Linked DNA regions of Ostrinia nubilalis: region 2 is linked to region 1. A link is a contact called in public Hi-C data. All regions are on one chromosome and are shown on one strand. The core of a region is the stretch at or near the end of the contact, and the rest is flanking DNA. Distances in the headings are between cores, read along the strand shown. Region 1 holds the start of LOC135081241 (tRNA:m(4)X modification enzyme TRM13 homolog). Region 2 holds the start of LOC135081008 (host cell factor 1).

Evidence for each region. A called contact is a pair of places that touch in the nucleus more often than the background predicts.
Region 2: a contact with region 1 is called in a Hi-C map of whole body, with 7 times the contacts expected there. The contact joins the promoter of LOC135081008 here to the promoter of LOC135081241 in region 1. A contact is called at or near these places in 3 of 5 Hi-C or Micro-C datasets (all in whole body).

Annotation. Positions count from the first base shown.
Region 1 is chr19:227,862-232,915 of ilOstNubi1.1, reverse strand. LOC135081241 (tRNA:m(4)X modification enzyme TRM13 homolog) reads left to right here and starts at 3,748. Exons shown (of 8, transcript XM_063975987.1): 1 at 3,748-3,964; 2 at 4,191-4,228; 3 at 4,434-4,624; 4 at 4,731-4,925; 5 at 5,043-5,054. The coding sequence starts at 3,812. It overlaps LOC135081007 (prolyl 3-hydroxylase sudestada1), which reads right to left and starts at 3,539. Exons shown (of 9, transcript XM_063975729.1): 1 at 3,182-3,539; 2 at 2,813-2,988; 3 at 2,388-2,675. The coding sequence starts at 3,416.
Region 2 is chr19:366,185-370,898 of ilOstNubi1.1, reverse strand. It overlaps LOC135081008 (host cell factor 1), which reads left to right and starts at 2,810. Exons shown (of 1, transcript XM_063975730.1): 1 at 2,810-4,714. The coding sequence starts at 3,007.

The DNA.
Region 1 (5,054 bases), core at 2,499-4,998:
CCTTCAGTCCAAGAAAGTAATTTAACTCTGTTTTTTCCAATTATCACTGTGACCTTAGGGTCACACAGAAGTACATAAACATGGTTGGAATTAATTTTGGATAATGTGCCGCACTCTTAAGCTCTTTGCTTGGGGCCGAAAGTCCTTCGCCTACCTACATAGTACAATTTACAAAATTCGTATTTGATGTGATTTAAATCCATCAATTATTATACTGTAACGAAGGTAGTCACAAGCAAAATGTTGTGGCACACACAACTGTTTACGAGTTAACTTGTTTTAAGTACAACAGCCTCGTGAAATATTCTAATACCTACCCGACTCGCTAGGTCAATAAAGTAATTTGTCTCTGCTGACTATTGTCACAAAAATTAGTACTTACCTACCTACTGGCAACTTAGGTATGTACACTTCAATGAATCATGAGTGACATTGGCGATGATATAAAACTTAGTGTTACACAAACATCATTACATAAATATTTTTACATAAATATTATTACATCGTGCAAATGAGCGATCGTCCAACGGCATTCAGGGTGATGAAAATAAATCATTCGAAATTAAATCCGATGCCCACCCTAAGGGCCTTGATGAAACCTGATAAGGTTTAGATCGGCTACGAAACTATCATTTAATTCTAGCTGTGCTTGCGACTTCGTTTGCATAACTTTTCCCGCTTTCGCAACATTCTTATTGATGCTCCGCTACTATTGGTGGTAGAATGATGTTATTATGATTTTATAGAACTCGTGGTTAAAGGACTCCAACACAAAGATAGTTTTTGTGTTGATGCAAACAAACTCTTGTTCAGCCCTATAACATTATTATCATAATTGTAATTACAATAATACATAATTACATATTAAGATTGCTCTGAATTAAGCTGGTTGACTAACCGTCAATAAGCTGATCTAGCTGACAAGTTATCACCGTTAGCCCTAAAGATAATGGTCGCACAGTCTTACCACAGCACCGACAGTTGTAAACCGCAAAGTTTACTAAGTTTGTACTAGGAAAGTCTGTATATTATAAATTTTATCAATTCCGACTCAAACTTCGCTATCCCTAGCGAACAGCGATAACGCGGAATACTCAGGCAATACAAAAGTATCGTACCTATACATAGCCGGCTAGCTATTGTCACCTATTCATTACACCGTCCACCTAGGCTACGGTCCTGTAAAGGTTTATAAATATTAAAATCTGAGCTGATACCTAAATGTGGGAAATGTTGGAGATCATCAAACGCCCGCTATCGGCAAGCGACTTTAACTGTACCAGTGAATATTCTTATCCATACCTAATAATTATTCACTCCTACCGAAGCTTATTAAATTCATCCAACGGTCTGATACTGTGAGTGAGGGTGGACGTAGCTTTTGCGCATTTTACATGACGTAAAGTAACCGATAGTTCATTATTACATAGTTGTTAATAAACGATGCATTAGACGTGAATTTACGGAGATGCAGATGCAGATTGCGTTCTGTAAAATATTATAATGTACCTACACACAGTACATTACCACTCAGTAGACAGATAAGCTAAAGTTCTAACTAATTCATAACATTTCTCACTGATCAATGTCTTATTCTTCAATTGATCACATTGGCGATTACACAGCGCCACCAGGAGATAATAGACACGTCTCTCATTATAAAGGCTTCGAATAACGGTACAGTACTGTTTAATAGCGACGTTTTACCTGAAAATAAAACGTTTATTAAACATACTTACCTTATTCGAAGCCTACTTTTTAAATCTACCTGGTGTCATAAAACACAATGGCGAGAATATCGAAACCTAGTTTCGAGCTACCGTTGGTGGCGCTAGTGTCGTTAATTGAGGCGTGCTTAGGCGGTGGGGGACCGGAGCGGAAGTCACGTGGGCAGATTATACGTCAAAACTAGTACTCAAACAGGAAAAGACAGACACTACTCTCATTATAAAGGCTTCGAATAAGGTAAGTATGTTTAATAAACGTTTTATTTTCAGGTAAAACGTCGCTATTTTATTTATTGTTGTTGTAATCCGCTAGATAGTAAAAAAAATGCTCATCAGGTATAGACAGATTAAACATGCTTGCAATATCACTCAAGAGAAGAAAAGAAAGAGAAAGAAATATACAAAAGATATGATAAAATTTTGGTATGTTAAGAAAAGTGATTCATTCCACCACCAGTAGTGTTCTAATATGCTTTAATAAGAATCAATTTTTTTTTCTTTACTCCAATAATTAATAACATACAGTGTACATGCTATACAGAGAGCACGGTAACAGTTTTACATTAGCCTAAAAGTTAACCAGTGACTCAAAATTGAAAAGACATTTGTCAAATGACAGATACATAAAATGTTGAACTTTTACAAGAATAGAACCCTTACCCAACTCATCACTTCAGTCTTCAAAAGCTCATATATGCCCCTTATACTCCGCTGCCATGTGAGACTGGCCAGGTCTGTGGTCTGGTGGAACTCAAACAGGTCCATCTTCTTCCGCGACCAGTCCAAGGTGTTCATGTCGTCCACTATGTTGTTGATGATTTCAGGGTTGTCTAGTAAGTTGTGCAGTAAGCACACTCGGAAAGGTTCACATGTAAGTGTGACCTCATTGCTTGTGTGGTCCTTGCATTCGCTCCAGTGTGTTTTTAGACTATCTTTTAATTCTTGTGCCTAGACAAAAAAAATATGAGACATATTGTATAAGAAAATTGATTCAAACTAGAAAATTATAGAAACACACTTAAATTGAAAACAGAATCTGAGTAACATTTGAATACAAGCAGATACATAGTATTAAAAAAACTCACTTTGAGAGTAGGGTTAAGTTTAGGTTCGTCCATTCTGTTAGCTCGAGGGTTAAGCTGTGCTTTGACAGGCTTACTGGTAAGGTCCTCATCCTCCACAAGCACTGAGTCATCTTCCCATGGGGACTCAGAATCAGAGCTGTAGTCTGATGATGATGATGATGATGAAGAATAATCCGCTGAAATATAATTTATCTCCATGAATTACAAATTCAATCATTCTAGACATATATTTTAATAAATAGTGACTAAGCAAAGTTCTTACAAGTATTTATAGTCAGCCCAAAAAAAGACAACAACATTTCGAAATTCAGTTTCCCGCGCTTAGCGTTATCAAGCTTTTGCGCCGTCAAGTGGTTAAATGGAACTCACCCCCGCGGATCCTTTTGACTTCATCGGCAGAAGCCTGGTATGAATTCACTGCACAAACATCAGAGTCATCACTCTCAGTATCAGAAATCTCGATCACCGTGCTGGAAAGCCGCCGCTTGGCGGGCGGTCGCTGCGTCTTTGCAGAGGAGCTTTCGCCCCCGCTCCTGGTGGGCTCATCGTCTGCTAACTGACTTGTAGAGGACGGTTCTTCATTTTCGTTACTTGGGGAGCTCATTTTAACGCATTAACACTACATAATATGCTAAAATAACAAAAGCAAACCAAAATGATGCTACGTCTAACCTCAAAATTTGTTGACGTTTCGATTAAACAATACTGCCAACAGACAGACAAAACGTTCTATCAAAAAACGTTCGGTTTCTCCCATATAAGTGACACACTTGATCAACTTATATGATAATGATAAAGAATAAATAAGTTATTTAACATTATTTATATTTTATTGATTCACAGTTTAAAGTATTGATATAAATATTTAAAATAATGATAGTAAAAAAAATATATTTGAACAGCTGATTTATGACAGCTCACGTACGTCACCGATCTGCCATTGAAACGAAAGTCATAACCTCAAAAACTTTTGTAAACAAACCACTAAAATCAATAAAAATGGAAAAACTCAAGATATCTCTGAATGAAGTACAATCGCCGCAATGTCAATACTTTGTCGTTCGAAAGAAACGGCTATGCCGCATGACTGTTCGTCCGGGACGACAGTACTGCGGAGAGCATGAGCCAGAACCTAAACTTGACGATGGACAGGTAAAAAATTCCCTAGTTTCTAAAAGCTTTCGATGAAAATATATTCATTAAATGTCTGGGTTGACTACTACCCACTATATGTAATTGGTCAAAGCTGTGATTTAAATCGTATCATAACTTTAATAGGTTTAACTTGTACAAAAATCATGGCACTATATGAACCATATGGATGTCTAAACTGTATCACTATTTTTGCCATTTTTATCATTTCTTTGTTTCCCTACAGGCTGATACTCGCATTCCATGCCCAAATGATCCCAAACAGTGAGTACATGCTAAGCTACAGGCTAAAGCATTACATTATTCACTTATGTACCTAGCCCATGTAAATGCTTATCATCTCTCTCTTATTGAAACGTCCCATTTAACTTTAACTGCAACTTGTTTGCTTGTCTATTATCACATGTAGATAATTTAAACTTTATTTATCAATCTGATGTGCAGTTGAAACAGTTACCCCTATTTACAGCACTTGTTACATTAGCAAACTGCAGAAGCATCTATCCATTTGCAACGCGCGGCAGGGCGAACTACCACCGTATATAGTAAAAGGCATCAATGCAGGTTCTAGCTCTGAGGGATATCCAAGGCCACTCCTCAGTGAAGTACCTAAGGAAATGATGGAACAGCTAGTTGAGAAAGTTAACAGACTTTATGAAAGTAAGTAGCTGACCAAAATGTTACTCTTGCTAGAGCTGCAATAAACCTTTATTTTGGAACTAATAAGGAAGGCTAGACTTTTTCAAACCAAGAATCACATTTTCAGAGTATGTAAAGGACAATATATCAACAGTGGAAGAACAGCCCATCCACCCCATCGTGCAGGAGGACTACGAGCAGAGCGACCGCACGGAGAGCTCGCGGCGCCACCTGCAGCAGGCCTCCAGTCTGCTGCGGCTGGCCGAGCAGGAGGGCTTGGTCAGGGACAGGACCTGCTATGTGGAGCTGGGTGCTGGCAAAGGTTATTACACTTTTGTAAAGGATTAGAATCGCAGTATGATATTGATGTCAACCTGTTTGAAACTATCCCTACCGACTTATATTGTTTTCCATATGGCAATTTGTGATTTTTCCCCAGGCCACATGTCGT
Region 2 (4,714 bases), core at 1,561-4,060, 140 kb before region 1:
TGTAAAGAGAGTGCTATTAGAATTAAATTACGCTTCAATTTGTTATAATGAGCCTTCATTTTGGCAAACAACAGTAATGGACATAACAAGGAAATTAGAAAAACGACTTTTGATTAAGTTTTTCTACGGTATTATTTGTAGTTTCTGCTATTGTAATAGCAAAAACAAATAAAACTGTTGATGAACTTTCCCATAAAAATAGTTTTATACAGATAGATATAAAAAAACATGTGTTCGCCTGCCTGGACACAGAAAATTTACTGTTTCGGCGAAATACCCAATGGCTTCTTTGGTTGCCCATTAAGACTCTCCTAAGTTTTCGACTTCGACGGAGTTTTGCTTAAGTGGTGGGGGCCCCCGAAAGGGGCATTTTTTCGGTTTTCCGGTTATACCGCGTAAAGGACTTACCCTATCAAAAAGTGGTCTTCATGACGGTTGAAGGGCACTTAATCCTGCATTGAATAAGACCAAATTCATATGTTTTGGACAAACCGTTCTCGCGCTAAAGTTCGGCAAAGTAGAAAATATGTGTATAATTAATGACCCTCTCCACGTCCAATGGTTTGTTACCCACAGGCTTCCAAGTCTTGAAAAGGGCCACCTCAACCAGTGTAACCCTATCAAGGCTTACGAGCTGGATGCGCCTATCCTTGTTCGTCCCTGCCGTTCCTTAACTGCGGTTGCTGCACCTCTTCCTGGCACTAACCTGAACGACTCTGTGTTACCTACTGTGGCTGCCCCTCTTCCTTGTATCCTCCTGCATGACTACGTTGCCTAGCCGTATGCCTGGTCTAAGGTTCGACGCCAAAAATCAACAACAACAAGTTCATATTAAAACGCTGAAGAGTTTTTTGTTTGTTTGTTTGAACGCGCTAATCTTAAGAATTACTAGTTTGATTGAAATCATAATTTTTGTGTTGAATAGCTCATACATTGAGGAAGGCTATAGGATATATACAATCACTCTACGACCAATAGAGGCGAAGCAGTAAAGAAAAATGTTGCAAGCACTGGAAATAGTATTTAAACTATTTTCACTTGTACGAAGTTGATTTTGTGGCGTCGAACCTTGGACCAGGCATATGGCTAACCAATGAAATCGTACAGGAGGGTACAAGGAAGAGGGGCAGCCACATTAGGTAACACAGAGTCGTTCAGGAGAGTGCCAGTGCAGCAACCGCAGTTAAGGAACGGCTGGGACGAACAAGGATAAGCGAATCAAACTCGTGAGCCTTGTTAGGGTTACACTGGTTAAGGCGACCCTTTACAAGGCTTGGAAGCATGTGGGTAACAAGCCATTGGACGTGGAGAGGGTCATTAATTATACGTATATTTTCTACTTTGCCGAACTTTAGCGCGAGAACGGTTTGTCCAAAACATATGAATTTGGTCTTATGAATAAGACTTCTTATGAATAGGATTAAGTGCCCTTTAACCGTCATGAAGACCACTTTTCGATAGGGTAAGTCCTTTACGCGGTATAACCGGAAAACCGAAAAAACGCCCCTTTCGGGGGCCTTCACCACTTAAGCACAACTCCGTCGAAGTCGAAAACTTAGGAGAGTCTTAATGGGCAACCAATGAAGCCATTAAAGCAAAAAAATCTTTTGTAGGAATTATTTCCGATTTAATCAATTTTTGTGTTTAATTCTACTGGCCTATAAGCGTGAACTTGATTGAACACGCGTGAAACCGCGCACAGAACAAACGAACGAACTAAACCGTAAGTTTACACTATCATATTCGATCGAATTCACCACGAAGGATTAACGGGATTATTTATTAGTAATTTTCGTATTTATAAATTGCTAATATACTTACTTTAGATAAAATACAAAACCTGCAATTTTTGTAATAATAGGCTAGATGACAAAATTTCAATTATTTGTCCGTCAGATAATTAGAAAATATTAGACTCATATTTTTTATTTTCTTTCATAATTAAATAACAGTGCTACATCGAGTTGAAATGGCGCGATACGTCACGCTTGAGTAGAATTTTTACTCAAAAGTGACATCACGCGACATTTTAACTCAATTTAATACTGTAATTATTCGATTTACGGAAAAAATTAAAAAATATGAGTCTAATATTATCTAATTATCTGTCTGACGGACTAAATAGAATTTCGATTTCATTACCCAGCCATCATCCCTATTGTGTTATGCCCATTTTCACCATCAATCCCTAATTTTTAAGTTTTAAGTGACACCTATGTAAACAAAATTCATGTTATTTGTTACCATAGGGGTCACTTAAAAATTAGGGACTGATGGTGGAAACGGGCATTAGGCAAGTTATATTTGGGATGTGCAAAATCGCTTTTAAAAGCCTGCTTGCAAAAAATAAATAAATAGAAGATCAGTGGATATAGACAACGTGCACATTATTCGCAAACCAGTCGAAAAATAAAGGCCTTTTTTGTATGGGGTTATGTCGGATTCGATTTTCGATTCGGTCAAAAGTCAAAACAGATCAAAAAGTGCAATTCTTTAAAGGAGCAGATTAGGGCAAATTACTTAAAATATTGATAATTTTTAGCTATAGAAAAAATATTTGGCAATAACCTAAAAGTAAATGAGTTTTGAAAGAAAGAAAGAAAAAATAGGCATTTGCAGTAAATGAATAAATAACGATATAGATAACGAGTTCAAACTTGTAATAATGATTCTGGCTGATTTTTTCTTTTTTTAAAACTAAAGTCACCCATAGACAATTTCTTGACGTCCGACGCCGATCTTATTATTTATTTAAGGTTGGTAGCGCTGTTGCTAACGCCATTTTTGTTGTACGCTGTAAGCTGCATAAGGTGATCTTTTTTTACTCATAGGCGAAACACTAAAGTGGGAAAGAGAAAGATGAATTGGATCTTCCTATGTAGCTGCAAGTGACCCGAATATTTTCTTCAAAGCTTATTTACGACGTTTCTCATTGTCTATGCTGTAGATACGCATCCCGAGCGATACATACGGTGTAAAGCTTTTAGTGACAAATGTATAGTAAAAATGAAGGAAAACGCGGTACTTAAGTGGCAAAAAGTCTTCAATCCCACCGGCCCTCAACCACGTCCCCGGCATGGCCATCGCGCGGTCGCCATCAAAGATTTGATGATAGTTTTCGGCGGCGGAAACGAAGGAATAGTTCATGAGCTTCACGTCTTCAACACCACCACAAACCAATGGTTTGTTCCCGTCACAAAGGGAGAAGTGCCTCCAGGATGCGCTGCCTACGGTTTCGTGGTCGACGGGACGAGACTTCTGGTGTTTGGCGGCATGGTCGAGTACGGCAAGTATTCTAACGATTTGTACGAACTGCAGGCCTCGCGGTGGGAATGGAAGCGATTGAAGCCTCTACCACCCAAGCAGGGACTCCCGCCGTGCCCCAGACTCGGTCACAGCTTCACCCTACTCAATGGGAAAGTTTACCTTTTTGGAGGTCTGGCGAATGAAAGTGACGATCCCAAGAACAATATTCCGAGGTATCTCAACGACTTGTACACTCTAGAACTGTACCCCAATTCGTCAATGACGGTATGGGACATACCTTTGACTTATGGCCAGTCACCTCCACCGCGGGAATCGCACAGTGGTGTGGCCTACACAGACAAAAATAGTGGCAAATCATCCCTAATTATTTATGGTGGCATGAGTGGATCTCGCCTCGGTGACCTCTGGGTGCTAGACGTGGACAGCATGTCTTGGTCACGTCCAGAAGTTGGAGGGCCTGCACCACTTCCCCGATCCCTCCACACTGCAACAGTGATCGGACAACACATGTACGTGTATGGAGGTTGGGTGCCTTTAGTCCCTGATGAATCTAAACTTGCCACTCATGAAAAAGAATGGAAATGCACTAACACTCTTGCATCACTCAATCTAGAAAATATGACATGGGATAACATTGCATTGGATAAGTTTGAAGAGTGCGTACCTAGAGCTAGAGCCGGTCACAGCGCTGTCGCCATTCAGACAAGGCTGTACATTTGGTCTGGACGTGACGGATACAGGAAAACTTGGAACAATCAAATCTGCTGTAAAGACCTTTGGTATTTGGAAGTCGGAGTTCCGCCGCAAGCAGGCCGCGTGGCGCTCGTGCGCGCCGGCACCACGTCGCTGGAGCTGTGCTGGCCCGCGATGAACACCATCACGACTTACGTCCTTCAAGTGCAGAAGTGCGGCAAGGTGACCCCGGCGCGCTTCCCGGCCACCGCCGAGCCCGTGGCCGCGCCGCCGCCGGCGTCTCCGGTGACCCCGCAGCCCGACGCAGCCAGCAAAGCCTTCGGTCTCACGTCGCCCGTGTCCACCGGTTTGCCCACGCCGGCGGACATTCCCGCGCGGCCCGTCGCGGTCGCCGCGTCGCCTGTCGCCACCCCGATCGTCTCTACGCCACAAAAAATCGTCTCCGGACCTATCAAAGTCCCGACGCAACCGACCGCCGTCAAAATATCTCCTCATACGCCCACTCAGAAAATCACTACTTATCAAGGCAAAACTGTGGTCAAGTCTCCTGCACCAGGTTCCTCGCAACAGATCAAAGTCGCCGCTGTTACTCCTCAAGGCGTCACCAGAATCGTCAGCGGTGTCGCCACTCCGACAACCGTTCGAGTGTCGACGGCGCAATCGAACGCACAGATCGTCCTCAGTTCCGGTACCGCCGGCGCGGTCACGCCTAGGTTCGTGCAAGTGAAGACGGGCGGGAGCGGCGCTGTTCCGG